Linked DNA regions of Oryctolagus cuniculus: region 1 is linked to region 2. The links are chromatin contacts, called in public Hi-C maps. All regions are on one chromosome and are shown on one strand. The core of a region is the stretch at or near the end of the contact, and the rest is flanking DNA. Distances in the headings are between cores, read along the strand shown.

What was found. Hi-C and Micro-C count contacts between places; a contact is called where the count stands out from the background.
Region 1: a Hi-C map of an unstated tissue shows a contact between it and region 2, with 1.9 times the contacts expected there. The contact joins the enhancer-like site here to the promoter of TLE1 in region 2. A contact is called at or near these places in 2 of 6 Hi-C or Micro-C datasets (ear pinna and an unstated tissue).

The regions. Positions count from the first base shown.
Region 1 is chr1:148,627,563-148,630,354 of mOryCun1.1, reverse strand. It overlaps TLE1 (TLE family member 1, transcriptional corepressor), which reads right to left. Exons shown (of 18, transcript XM_070050403.1): 13 at 1,514-1,763. Among named protein-coding and RNA genes, the nearest start is that of TLE1, 88 kb to the right of the region's middle. Within about 2 kb of position 1,459, at least 2 of the 8 cell types and tissues checked have an H3K27ac peak or open chromatin away from gene starts, as enhancers often do.
Region 2 is chr1:148,539,853-148,542,676 of mOryCun1.1, reverse strand. TLE1 (TLE family member 1, transcriptional corepressor) reads right to left here and starts at 1,528. Exons shown (of 18, transcript XM_070050403.1): 1 at 1,148-1,528; 2 at 244-344. The coding sequence starts at 1,171. It overlaps LOC100355171, which reads left to right and starts at 2,599. Exons shown (of 4, transcript XM_070050415.1): 1 at 2,599-2,824. The coding sequence starts at 2,649.

The DNA of each region.
Region 1 (2,792 bases), core at 210-2,709, 88 kb before region 2:
AGCTATAACAGGGCTGCTGTCACATTTAACCCTGTCCAACACAGAAGTCACAGAAACAGAGAAAAGAGGGCATCTCTCCATCCACACTGTTCCTATGAGAAGAGGAGGAGGGACACAACCTGAGCGCACCTTCAGAAAAAGGGAATGCTGTCTTCCAACTTCAACCCAAAGGAACAGAGCTGAAGTTTGTACTCTGTAGCAATGGCCCATCTTCCAAAGATTAGAAAAAACTTTAAGCATAAAATTCTACTTCCACTATTACAGAATATTGGGCTGTTTTTAAGTACAAGTCTCACTAACGAAGATGTTTGTAAATTATCTGATTTCTAAAAATTACAAAGGGGCCAGTGTCGTGGAACAGCAGGTTAAGCTACCAACTGCAAAGCCGGCATCCCATATCAGAGCACTGGTTAGATTCCCGGATGCTCTGTTTCCAATCCAGCTCTCTGCTAAAGCATCTAGGAGAGCAGAGGAAGATGGTCCAAGCACTAGGCTCCTGCACCCACATGGGAGACCTGGATAGAGTTTCTGTCCCCTGGCTTTGGCCTAGCCCAGCTCCAGCCATTGTGACCATTTGGGGAGTGAACCAGTGAATAGAAGATCTCTCTGTCTTTCCCTCTGTCTCTGACACTCTGCCTTTCAAATAAATAAATAAATCTTTAAAAAATTTTTACACAAATAACTACCCTCAAAAAGTCTTTATGCTTCAAAAAACCCTGTCACTCTGCTTTTTGGAAAAACTCTCTGGAACCCCTGTGCTTGTCAGGCGGGCAGCAGGTATGTGGCACCAAGTGCAGCAGTGGAGGTCAGGCCCTCACCACGGGTCAGGGCAGGCAGCCATGAGTCTGCTTAGGGCCAATGGTATGTGGTCTGTAAATGCTGGGTTACACCTGAGAGACAGGAACTTGTTCCTGTATCTGGGATGACCCTGAAATATGCACAACACGGTACAGGGACCATGAAAGCATTCTCGCGGCTCCTGTTCTCCTGACTACTGCCCTTATTTTTTGCAAGGTGACCCTTTCACCCTTTCCTGAAGTTAAGGTCATAAAACCCAACCAGCTGTCCCAGGGCTCCCTTAAAAACACAGACCCCGTTCAGAATGGTTTTTATGCCATGTTATCCAATGTTTACTAGGCAATGTTTATCTGAAGGATATAGGGAAATTAAAGTAGATTGCAGGGATCAGAGTCCAGGCATGGCCATACTTGGGCCCACTAAATGGGAAAATTCAGCATGATACACACCCACACAAGGAGAAATTCTGTAAGCCACCAGACAGTGTTTAAAACAAGAAATCCACCCACTTTGAAATGTAACCACTGCAACAGCAACAAATGCAAGCTTCAGGGTTATAGGAGCAGGCTGGGTGGGGGAGCCAAGTAACTAACACAGGAAACAGAAGGGGCTTCCATTTCCTCATAATGGGAATAAAACCCGGGCCTGGACAGTTATTTCCTTATTGAGTCTCCAGGGAGAAATTACCCCCATGCACCAGTTCCTGCTCACTCACCAGACAGTCGAGCTGCGAGACGGGGCTCTTGTTGCCAGGGTGGCTGATGTCCCAGACCTTGACGCAGCCCTTGCCGCCCGTGTACACGTGCCTCGTGGGGTTGCTGATCGTCACGGCGCACACCACCTCCCCGTGGTTGAGGGTGTTGATCTGGCGAGCGTGTCGGGGGATCCCAGGTCCGATGAGGGCGTCGGGGGGGAAGGGGACTGGCTGCATCTGGCCGTCTGCAGTCACATGGAAGGAGTATGCACTTTTGGAGAGGGGACAATTGGAAAGAAAACAGAAGACTCATTTATCATAAAGGAAGTGTTTAGGACCTCGGCACTGCTCTAAGGGAAACACAGAGAAAAGCAAAGTTTCCTTTTGAAATCTGTACATGGTGAAGTATTTACAATGCAATAAATTAAAAGTAAACAGAATCCACAGTGTACCAAAAGACACCTATGTTGAACTATATTTTTAGAATTTTTTTAAGATTTAAAAACCGTGCTAACCCATTCTATGAAGCACCCCTTCAAATCCCACTGTAAAACATTTAATGTGCTTCCAAATTAACATAAAATAAGTCCTTCCATGTACCTTGTATAATCGTGTGCTTTCTTAGTATAATTTAGAACAATTACTGTCAGTGCCTAAGATAGAGCTCCTAAAACGCACAAGAATTATATAAATAGTATATTTCAATGTTAACAAACAAAAGAACAGTTTTCCAAACACATCACTTTAAGGCTTGGGCTTAAAGTCCCTTTTCCATAAGCAAGAGAAAGTAAGATTCTCCCACGTCCAATAGCTTTGTGACCGGGATTTACATCCCAACAACTCCCTTGACTACCTTGGCCGTGATCCTTGGAGATTTTTCTAAGGCACTGAGCTCCCAGCTAAAACACTACTCTTCCCAGGTTCCCTTCAGCCAGGTGTTCCCAAATTCTGACCAACAGCCTAAGCTCCCGGATGGCAGTTTGAGGAAATTCTTCACTTAGAAGGGAGGGAGGAAAGGAAGGGTATGGGAACTCTGTGTACTTTCTGCTCAATTTTGCTACAAACCTAAAACTGTTCTAAAAAATAAAGTTTATTAATTAAAAAGAAAGGACATGGCCGTCCTCTTTGCTTCGTCCTTCCTTCCACCTGAACTATAAGCAACGTGACTGGAGATCCTGCAGCCCTGTTAGGCTACCAGGTTACTCTGGAAATGGAATCAAGTGCTGAAGGAGAGAACAGAAAGTGAGGAAGCAGAGAGGCCCCTGTGACATAATGGAGCTGTGATATTTTCCTCTTGTCT
Region 2 (2,824 bases), core at 279-2,778:
TACACCAAAAAGGACTCCTTGGAACAGCAGCAAGCCCGCAAGAGGGAAACAATGGGAGGAGGGAGGAGGAGACAGAAGCAGAGCCGGCCCGGGAAGAGCCGGGAAAGGGGGTACCGTGAATGACAGGTCTGAACTGCGACTCCACACGCCACCGCCTGGACGCAAGCACTCAATACAGCCAACGCCACCACCGGGCTGGGCGACCGAGGGGCTAAGGGGCCGCCCGCTCAGCCGGACACGCACCTGTGATACTGCGCCTGCAGGAACTGGAATTCCTCCTTAATCCTGTCCAGGGACTCAGGGATAGTGAACTTGAAGGGTTGGCCTGCAGCCTGGTGCGGCGTCTGGGGGCGATCGGCGATGGGCACCGAGGGACGGGGATGCGGGCGGGCAGACGGATAAAGTCAGGAGAGGCAAGAACGGGTGGGACATAAACAAAAAAGTTAGAGACGGCAGAAAACGGAGACCCAAACTCAAGTCTGAGCTTCACTTTGGGGAGGGGGGAAACGGACCCCCCCACACACTCCCAACCCCCAGCTTCTAAAAAGGCTCGGAAGCTCTTTCGGCCTCCTGGGCAGATCTCGCCAAGTGCTCCCGGGTCAACCCGCCCGAGTAGAGAGGACTGCCTGGCGACCTGGGGGGTGCGGCGTGCGGGGACCAGACCAGAACGTCGTCGTCGTCGCCCCCTCCCCCACGGGGGCGACAATGACCCCGGGGACCGGAGGAGAAAAACAACTCCCTTAAGTCCTCCATTCCCAGAGTCGCCAGGGCCACCTCCGGACGCACCGGAACGGGGGCCGCATTGACATGTAAATAGGCGAGACGAGAAACAAAGGGGGGCCGCCAAACCCGCCTCGGGGAAAAGCGCAGGATGTGGCTGGGGAGAGAAACCCCAGCCTCCCCCAGCGCTCGCGTCCGCCCGGTCTAGACGTCAACTAGGAAGGGGCCCCAGAGGGGAAGGGGGTGGGGTGGGGTGGGGGACTTGAGTTTCAGCTCACTCGCCACCCCACGGAGGGAGGGACCAGGAGCCCCTGGCCTCGCGCCGCCGGGTGCCGGGGGTGTACGACAGCCGCCCACGACCCTACTGCACAAGACCGAGTCTCCCAAGCCCCGCGCGCCTGCCCCCACCCACCCGGCCGCGCCTCACCGGGTGCCGGCTCTGCGGGAACATTGCTCTTCTGGCGGCGGCCGCAGCTCTGTTCCCGGGCAACTCAATTCTCCGCTCAATTTCCAACTTTAATCCCGCCGAGGACAATTCAGCCGGGCAGAAGCGGGGAGCGCGCTGGCCACGCACGCAGGCGCGCTCGGCGAGACGCACCGGCCACTCGGCGCCCGCGGCTGCTGCTGCTCCCGCCGGTGCGGGCTCCCGCCCTCAGGGCCACATCTCGGGACGCCCCGGGCCCAGCTGCTCCAAGGACCTGCGCGGCGCCGCCGGCGCCGGGGGGAGAGCGCACAGCGACTGTGCTCCAACCCGCGGGCCTCAGACGCCCGGGGCGGTGAGGTGGAGACGCGGCGACTCGGGCTGCGCTCCCCTTGGGCGATCCGCGTGCGCGGCGCCCGTCGCGGGCAAACAAATCCAGGCGGGCTGCTTTCCTTCGCTCTTCTCCTGCTCGGTCTCCTCGCAGGGGCGGGCGAGGTGCAGGTGGCGCGGCGCCCCCGGCTCACCTCTCACACACACACACACACACACACAAGGAGCGGCGGCGCTCCGGGCCGACCCCCGCCGGTCCCGGCTGCGCCCCGGAGTCGGGCGCTCTTCGTGGGAGGCAGTAGGGAGCGATCTCAGAGCCGAAGCGGAGGCTCCGAGCCCGGTGGTCCGAAGCCTCAGCCCGGACCGGGCAGCAAGGGATGACGAGGCGGGGAAAGTGCGGAGGGCGCGCCGTGAGGCGGCTCGGCACGCCCCGCGCAACCGGCAATCGGTGTTCTCCGCGGTTGCACAAACCCTCCTGGCCCGACAGAGCTACTCCACGGAGGGCAGTCCCGGAGCCACCCGCTGCTCCTCCAGCCCGGGGCGCATCAGGGCGCCGCAGCCCATGCGTACTCGCCCCGCACGGCCGCTCCGGACCCTTCTTCTTCGGCCCTCTTCCTTTCCTTCCCCTCGTCTGCCTCTCCGTGAAGGGCGCTCCAGCCCGCTGCAAAGTTCCCTCACGACCCGAGGAACGACATCCACGAGACGGTGGGGAGAAGAGCAGGAGTGCGCTCCGCCGCTCGGCCTCCCGCCCCGGCGGGCAAACTCCGCCGACGAGTCCGAGTAATCCCGGCGGGGCTCGGGTCTCCGCGCGCGGGCCAGCGGAGGTCCGAGCTGAGGGCTCGGGTCTCGCCCGGCCGTGCGAGGGCAGGGGGGGTGGCGCGATCGGTTGCCTCGGGGACGTGGGCACAGGGTACCCGCCGCCGCCGCCGCCGCCGCCGCTGCTCCTACAGCCGCCGCCGCCCGCGCCTCTCGCACCGGTTACATTAACACGCGGTTTCACACTCCGGAGCTAACCAGCGCCGGCCCCGCCCAGCCCCGCGCGGGCGGGGGCCGCGAGCTCGGAGCCGGCGGGGGACGTGGGCCCGGGAGGCTGCCGGGGGAGTAGGGGGGCCCGCATCAACCAATCGCGTTCGCCGCGCCCAACGTGGGGCACTGACGCCACGCCTCCCTCGAGCCTATGGCGGCGCCGCGCCGGACTGGCCGTGCCTCCCGCTCCCCCTGCGCCCTCCCCGCTCGCTTCCATCTCCGCCGTCTCCCCCGTCTCCCCTCCCACCCCCTCCGCCCCTCCTCCGCCAGCCGCGTCCTCCCGGGCTCGGGGAGGAACTGTTCCTGGAGGAGCCGCGGGACTCCAAA